Regions from separate parts of the Mus musculus genome. Here region 1 is linked to region 2. A link is a contact called in public Hi-C data. All regions are on one chromosome and are shown on one strand. Each heading gives the region's core, a stretch centred on a gene start, on an enhancer-like site or on the middle of the called end of the contact. The rest is flanking DNA. Distances are from core to core; before and after follow the strand shown.

The links. A called contact is a pair of places that touch in the nucleus more often than the background predicts.
Region 1: a Hi-C map of CD8 T cells shows a contact between it and region 2, with 1.6 times the contacts expected there. The contact joins two enhancer-like sites. A contact is called at or near these places in 2 of 39 promoter capture datasets (the C10 cell line and liver), 12 of 484 Hi-C or Micro-C datasets (B cells, the C10 cell line, CD4 T cells and 8 more), 7 of 115 datasets of contacts at active chromatin or transcription factors (Th17 cells, bone marrow-derived macrophages, cardiomyocytes and 4 more) and 1 of 9 other capture datasets (embryonic stem cells).

The regions. Positions count from the first base shown.
Region 1 is chr17:86,435,885-86,440,104 of GRCm38.p6, forward strand. All of the region lies in intron 2 of Prkce (protein kinase C, epsilon), which reads left to right. The region is part of intron 1 of Gm30284 (a long non-coding RNA gene); the gene reads right to left. Among named protein-coding and RNA genes, the nearest start is that of Gm30284, 7.0 kb to the right of the region's middle. Within about 2 kb of position 1,892, at least 134 of the 459 cell types and tissues checked have an H3K27ac peak or open chromatin away from gene starts, as enhancers often do. A contact at or near this core is called in B cells, CD8 T cells, Th1 cells and 1 more, where this site is marked.
Region 2 is chr17:86,204,926-86,209,162 of GRCm38.p6, forward strand. All of the region lies in intron 1 of Prkce (protein kinase C, epsilon), which reads left to right. Among named protein-coding and RNA genes, the nearest start is that of Gm52296, 36 kb to the right of the region's middle. Within about 2 kb of position 1,671, at least 19 of the 459 cell types and tissues checked have an H3K27ac peak or open chromatin away from gene starts, as enhancers often do. A contact at or near this core is called in B cells, CD8 T cells, Th1 cells and 1 more, where this site is marked.

The DNA of each region.
Region 1 (4,220 bases), core at 642-3,141, 230 kb after region 2:
CATACGCTTATAGAGGAACATTGCACATGAAAGTGTAACAAGGACTGATACTCATTCACACACACACATCCCACATGCACACACACACACACACCACATGTACACACACACACACACACACAAACATACACCACATGCACACACACATACCACATACATACCACATGCATACATACATACTCGAACACACACACGACATGCACACACTCACCCCACATGCATACACACATTCACACACACACAGCACATGGGCACACCACACACACACACCACAAGCACACACCACATGCATACACCACATATCACACACACTACATACACACACACCACACACACACACATACCATGTGCACACATACAACACATGCACACACACCACATACACACCACATGCATACATACACACTCAAACACACATACCACATGCACAGACACCACACACACACACCACATGCACAGACACCACACACACACACCACATGCACAGACACACACTCACACACTATACATGCACACTCACACACACACACACACACACACACACCATGCACACACATACCATATGCACACACACACACACACACACACACACACACGCACACACACGCACGCAGACACCCCTGCACATTGCCTTGTTGGGTCAGACTCTGTGCTAGTCACCTCCACGTGCATTACCTGGTAGATTCCTCACTGCCTCCCTGGGGAGCAGGAGTTAGCTCCTCTGCTTTAAATAGTCAAAAAAGTATTGTATAAGTAGAACACCTTCCCTCAAGGTTGCACAGCAAAGAGATGAAAGTCCAGCTCTGTCTGACAAGAACCGCTGAGACTGTTTCCAGCACCGGAGGCAGAACCTGGACCTCGTGTTCACAGGCAGCACCCAGCTGTAAGTGCTAGCCCAAGGGTATGCCACCTGCCATGCCACTTCAGATCAGGGGGAAGGGCACTGGAGAAGGAAACTCATCCCCAGAACTGTGCGTCAGCAGGAAGGCAGTCTCTTGAAGAGAGCCAGTTCTCCTTCCTGCAGTAGATGGGAATTTTGTCATCTCATTCCGTAGCCAAGCCCGTAATTGCTACCTGCCGATGGATGTTGGGGAAAGGCACCACTTTATCCTTCCATTGGCTATAGGATGACTTCAGGTGGTCTGTGACGTGCCCAGGACTTTACACAGGTGCATCCTTCTGAGGAAGCAGCTGCCCACTGTGGCACCTTCACTAGAGGAACAGAGAGGGTGTCGGCCTGCCTGGGCGGTGCAAAGTGAAGAGCCCCAGTGTACTCAGGCTTGCTTGTGATGTGCCTAGAATTAGGGGAAGGCTGACTGGCTTCTGAATGTCATTTGTAGGGCTGTAAGGCCGCACCCCTAGCCATTAATCCCTTGACTGCTAAGGTCCTCTCTTCCATCCCTAAAAGCCTTTCTAGACTCTGTTCTCTAAGTACCGGGTTGTAGAGCAGTGGTTCTCAGCCTTCCTAGTGCTGTGGCCCTCTAATACAGTTCCCCAGGTTGTGGTGACCCCCAAACATAAGGTTATTTCATTACCACTTCATAACTGTAATTTTCCTACTGTTATGATTCATAGAGTAAACACTTTGGAAGATATTTGCTAAAGGGGTCATGACCCACAGGCCGAGAACTGCTGTTTTAGAAGGACTTAGGTAAAGTACGATGGCCTAAATGGTAATCTCTGTAAATTGAATGTGGGGTAAGTGGTCTGGTCCTGGGCATCGTTGAGACTCCTAGCCTTGGTGCTGCACACTGAAACAGAAAGTGAAACTTCTTTGGGTACATCATCCAGGCTCCTTGTTCGGCCCCTCCAGCTTGCAGGGTATGGCAGTGATGGAAGAGCCTTCTACTCAAAGGCTGCTAACCCTGCCCTGAGAAAGGTGATGTGTTTTCTGTGGTAGTGGAACCACTTCCCGCTCTACCAGCCTTAAACTCTGCTTCCGCTGACAGAGGCCACCTGGGGGCTTCTCCAGCAGCGCTGCGGGGCACCTGTCTCAGCTGTGATTCTGCTTCTTGGTGCCCTTTGTAGACGGAGCAGCTTTTCATAACGCTCTACGGCTCAGTTTGGAATTGTGCGTTCTCTTTGCTTTCCCCTTTTAGAAGGGTTAGATTTAGCCCTGGCACACCAAATACAAGCCCTCCCTTCATCTCCAGGGCTCTTTCCATCCACCCCTCCCCGGGCAGGCTATTTACAGACTTGTCATGATCCGCTCGTCATCCTACCACGAGGGTCAGTCCACCAGTGAAACGAAAGGAAGGAAAGGCCCCCAAGCCAGCGAATTTGGGCAGATGAGCCTTATATAACACGTGCTAAAAATATGCAGCTAATTGGACTAGAGAAGTGAAAAACATGAGTTGCGCCTTAGTCTTAGTCTGAGACACTAAGACACGATAGAGGAGCATTTCCCCCCCCCCCCTCCAAGTAAAGATGCCCACATATAAATAATCCTACTCCATGTGTACTCTCCATTTTGTACCTTTGTAGCCATGCTCAGTTCCCACTTAGTCCCCACCCCCACCCCAGGGACCATGTTTGGGCAGCAGGAACCAAGATTGAGTAAAGATGCTGGGAGCATCTGCTCCTCTTTGGGAGACAGAAAAGTGTTTAGGTGGGTGACTTAGCAGTAAGATGCTAAATAAAGGTCCTACTGTGACGCCCTCCAAAGCTCGATGCTTAGAAAACTCCAACTCTCAGGGGGTTCTTTTTACTCTGGAGATCCATCAGCGATTTGTTTTTCTTTCTGAGAATTGCATGGAACACTGTCTTCTAGTTCCATGTCTCTGCGCCTCTGTCTCCCCTCCTTCTGCATCATTCATCTTTACCCCCCTGACCTCTTGCCTCTGTCTTCTATGTGCTCAGGCCTTCCCTGTAGAACTATAGTGTACATTAGTTGCGTTTACTTCCTGCATTTCCATAGAACATCCCCCCCTGGGGGTGTGGCCTGGCTTTAGTGCACTGTGTTCCTGGATGTCCAGCCTAGTGTCTAGGCCAGGATGGCTCCAAGTACTTTGCATTTATGAACCATTCAGTAAACCAATGGGCAAACCAAAGGTTACATGCTGTCATTTCTGGAGAATACAATGTGAGCAAAGTCTACTAGTATCCTTGGCAGGCAGGTGACACTCCCAATTCAGCATATCAGTCACCCGATTGTTATGCTACGTGACAGCCCAGAAGAAAAGCGGGGACCTATGGAGTCTAAAGATAGCAGAACACCATGTCATGGGGTGAGTTAAAAGGGCTTGGCTTCTGTTTTGGTGAAACACTCGGGGTTAGAGAGTCACAGGGTGATAAGTCTGGAGGTACGCTGCTCCTGCTTGTTGGTTTAAAGATGGAGTGGGGGCAGTGACCAAAACTACACGGTTAGTGACAGATCCAGAATAGTCCCTGGTGATTCACCTTGAACATCCAATAAATCTCACAAACATAGGAATGACTCCCGAATCCAGTCCTACTCGGACCCTGTCCTGCCTGTTCCTGGTAGGACAGTGATCATATATTGCTTCGTGAAACCAGAACGTCTGCCCACACTCACGCAACTCCCAGGGAGGCTCCTGCTGTCTACCTTTTAGCACAAATGCCTCTTACAGAGTCTGAAGATGACCTCACACTTGCAGGTTGCTCATGGACCTGACTGTCTCGTGACTGATTTAGGGAGACTACCATCAGCAGATAATTCATGGCGCCTGGAAGGAATCCACTCAATGTATCTGTTGTACGGCTGGCTTTGTGTGCCTCAAAAAATCCATGGGTACAAAAGAGACAGCAGGTGAGAGATCAGAGCTGCCCCACTGGTGGTTCCTCAGGAGGTGGCTATAGGGATATTTGAGGACCTGAGGCAAGGGGATGTGTCTACGTTTCTCCTGTCCACTGCCCTGCTCTGGGTTACAGTGCCCACGGGTTTAGCTGAAGGTCGCTTACCATGCTTGTTCAGAGGCTGCTAAGCACAGAGTTGTGCTCCTGATTATCTGTGTTCTTATCTGTACCTCTCGTAACTTCCCTGGCATTGACGCCAACTCTGAGATCCCGACAGACCCCAGTTGGGGGTTGCAGAACGAAGACCAGGGACATAATACAGTTTGCCTAACATCTAGAATGCTTTAAGCTTTTTAAATTTATTTTCTAGTTTGTGTGTGTGTGTGTGTGTGTGTGTGTGTGTGTGTGTGTGTGTGAGAGAGAGAGAGAGAGAGAGAGAGAGAGAGAGAGAGAGAGAGCATAGA
Region 2 (4,237 bases), core at 421-2,920:
ACTGCCAGGAACTCATACACTGGGTGTGGTACTGGTGATACCCGTAGAGGGGAGGTAGAGGCAGGAAGATTGGGAGTTTTGTGATTAAGGCTTTTGGAAGCTATGGAAGTTTGAGGCCAGCTGGGATTGCATGCTACATCACATCAAAAAACAATAAGAAAAAAAGATGGCAGCAGCAATGACAAAACAAACAAACAAACAAGGGGCTGTAAGATGGCCTAGCACATGGAAGCCCTTGCTGCATAAAGTCAAGTTCAGGCTCTGGAGCCCAGAGTCTAGGCCTCTCTAACCACTAAGCTATCTACCAGCAGTGATTGGTGTGAAAGCCACCTATACCCCTTAGCTTGTAATCCCACTTCTAAAATGTTGTACGAAATGTTCGTGTGCAGAGACATGTTGAGCATGTTAGGTGCAGTGTCTGAGTGGCCCCTGTTGGTCTGGGTCATACTGCTCACCCAGGAGCTGGGAAAGGGCACTCTAGTTTCCAGACCCACTAGCAGCTCAGCAGTGAGCCAGACTACCCAGAAACAAAATCGGTACTGCAGTTTTGGACATTGTCCTTGTATTTCAGCAAAGGGAGGAATCCTCCTTGTCGGGCAGTCGCCCTGTGCCTTGCCGTGCCAAGGTGAGAAGCCTATAGTTTCACTTCAGTGAGAGAGTATTGGCCTAGTATCTGTTGAGTGATGGTGTTTGGTTCCCCATACCATGGGAAAAAAAAAAAGAAAGAGAGAAAAGAAGAAAAGAAGAGTCATGTTGGGGCAGTTCAGTTCTCAGTCTCTCGCTGTCCTGGTGCCCAGGGCTCTGCTTGAAAGCCAGGGTGAAGGGGGTTGCTGGTAGCTATTATGGCCCTGCCCCTTGGAGATGGAATGCTAACACTCAGATGATACTTACCGCCTAATTGGGGGGCGGGGGGGGGGTGGAGAGACTCCTGCTCTCTCCTTATGGGAATGCCTGCGGGCAAAGCCTCCTCTGTCATCTGGGCCTCAGCAGGTGAGAAGCCCTCTGATTGGACATTCACACCCACATCAATTTGACTTGGGTAATAATACAACCTGTTACTCAGCCCATCGACATAATTATAGGTAAGGAAATTGCTAGGGGAGGTCCCTGAGCAGTCAGAGGCCAGAAGGAAATCTTTTCAATTAATTAATGAGTGGGTAGGTTAAAAAGTTTTAATATACATTTTAGAAAGTCTCGAGTGAAATATCAGAGTTCTTACCCCCCCTCCCCCGCGCCCAGAAAAGAAGAAAGGAAGTTTGATGTTCAAACTTTCGTTTTTAAGCTTTCCTCTCCTTTGAAATATTATTTTGAAGTGTATCTAGGTTTACTTCTGCTTCCCCACACAACTCCAAAATAAGGTTAAATAAAATAACTGGTTTATAAACAGTCAAGGATAGATGTTAGCAAAATGAAGAGAATTTTGGATAAGTATCTTACACATAACAAATAGAGCATCATTCTGGGCTTCGTTGATGGCCAGTGCCTAAACCACCAAACGATTGTGTTGACTTTGTGGGTTTCTTGAAAGAGACCAAGAATGTAGATCATCCCGGACTTATGTAACAGCGCAGCTATTGCCTTGCTAAGTCAGGGAAAGCAAGGAGCAGAGAGAGCAGGCGGAAGCAAAGCTCCTGACTGAAGACCTCATGTTCGCACTGTTGTGGTGAGTTTATAACTTCACCTGTGGCCATCGCTCCTTGATCCCTCAGCCGGTGTGTCATAGCTAAAGGGACTGCTGTGTCAGAAGGTGCCTGAATGACCTGTGCGGGCACGATTCATGAGAGTCATTGCCTTTGGGAGTTCACATTTCAAAGCAGATGGAATGGTGTGGCCCAAACATAAGAACACAAGGGAAAAAAAGAGCATGGCGTTGGGGTAGGCACGGATGAGCCATGAGGCATTCTTTGTCTCGGGAAACCTCATCAAAGAGAGGGGTTAGAGCAGCCGTGGAAGCGCTGAGCCTTTCCTGCTTTATACGAAGCGAGAGGTGGAAGCACACTGGCGACAGAGATGAATTCACAGACCTAGATCTCATAGCCTTCAAGCTAAAGCATGTCATGTAGATGAAATAGAAAGCATCCAGGCCCCACTTAACTAGGGGAGCCAGAATGTGGGCATGAGCACTGGAGGAGAGGGCTGACATGAACCCAAGGGTCAGTGGGTCAGGCCTTTCATTCCCCTTGCTTTCCTTAGGGTGGTGTGACAGCATTGGAGACTCGGGCTTGATTTCTCACTAACCATGTCTCCGTGGGTACTGCTGTATCAAACATGTGGCCCCTGTTAAACCCAGCAGGTCACAAAGTCAAAACCACATGGGAGTGGGACGGGGACTTGGTAGGAGGAAGGAGGCATTGGTGGGCTCGGAGGGATAAGAGAGGGTTGAGGGATGTGTCTGACCAGAATGTACTGTACATGTGAATGAAAGCATCAAAGAGCACGTTAATTTAAACGTTGATGTGATTTGCTCTGCTTTTATCTTCTGAGTCAGAGATGTGTGTGTGTTTATATTAAATATATATCGACTATATTGTATATATTGAAGCCAGTAGGATACATATATACTGAGTCCCCAAAGAAACCAGATATTTCTACTCCATATCCCCCCTTTCCTGTTTGCTTTCCTGGTCGCACACAGGTAATCTATTGGACACTGTCTTATTCATGATAACTTAACCAATTCCTAGGAATTGTGTGCAAACCTTCTGAAGTGGCCAATCGGGATTCTAAGACTTTTGGGTGAGTCTCCAAAGAAACTAGATATTTCCAATTCAATACAAACATGTATACACACATATATGTATATACATATACACACAGACACACACAGATACACATATATTCCACAGACACACATACCATATATATATACATATACATATATATACACATCTATATATATCCATCTATATATATCCATATATGTATGTATGTATGTGTGTATGTATGTATGTATGTATTTATGTATGTATGTATATATGTGTGTGTGTGTATATATCCCAGACTCAAACACATTCCAGACTGATTCAGTCCCACTCTATAGTTGAGGGATATCTTGAGATTTTGATCCTCTTGTCTCCAGTTCTCAAATGCTGGGGTTACCTACATGAATTCCTGTGCCTGGCTACTATAGTAGATTTTAAGTAAGGATTTATACTGTTTTAAATGCAATAGATTTGCAATTTCTTAATTATATTTATATTTTCATCATTTAACAACTTAATAGAAGAATACCGTAAGGAATTCAGTAGTGAAAAGGAAGTGGTCGGCAGTTAGCCCCGCTCTTATCGCAGACTCCCTTCCTTCCCAAGAGGCTGGCGCCTCGTGTATCGTTCCAGAAATACTCCGGCCTGATTACACGTGTGTCTTTGCTTCCCCTCTTATCTATAGACTTAAGAAGTCGTTGTTGCGCCCATCTCGGTTTACTTTCTTCATTGTAGTGATTCCATACAGGGCAGCCACCCACGGTTCAATAGGTACTTTAACCCGTGTTTATTTTGTTTGTTTGTGTAGATCTTCTCTTTACTTCCCTGCAGCTCTTGGTCTCCATGACTTCAGCAGTTAATTTAGAGAGGTGCCGGAGATGACTGAGCAAGAAGGGATGGTTGTTAGAAATCAGATATGTCACCCTCTTGGGAAAGACAGATCTAGATGTTATCCGTTTCTGACCACACTTAGGTGTGGAGCAAGGCAAGGCTGATACAGGTATCCCTCTGTCAGCAGAACAGCAGCTGGAGGAAGGTCACGTGTTCCCTGGTGCTGGGGACAGCAGTGGGGACAGCAGACCAGAGCTTTCACTTTGCTGATTTCCTGAAGGGGAAGGCCTGTTTCTGAGATTGACAGTCTTTGCTTAAAGGCTCCATCAAAATGTAGATGAAAAATGCCATGGTTTTTCAAACGGTGTGTAACAGACTTTGTCTTTTAAATACACACATATATGTATATACATATACACACAGACACACACAAATCCAAATGGGTTCCAAATCCCATGGGTTACAGACGAACCCTTAAAGAAAGGATCAAATGCGGCCAGAGTGATGACTCAGCAGTTAAGAGCACTGGCTGCTCTTCCAGAGATCCTGAGTTAATTCCCAGCACCCACATAGGTGTTAACAACAGTCTGTAACTCCAGATCCAGAGGATCCAACACGCTCACACAAACATGTATGCAGGCAAATCTCCAGTGCACATAAAACAAAGGGTCAAGTCAGGAGCTACAAGCAAGAGGGTGACGGAA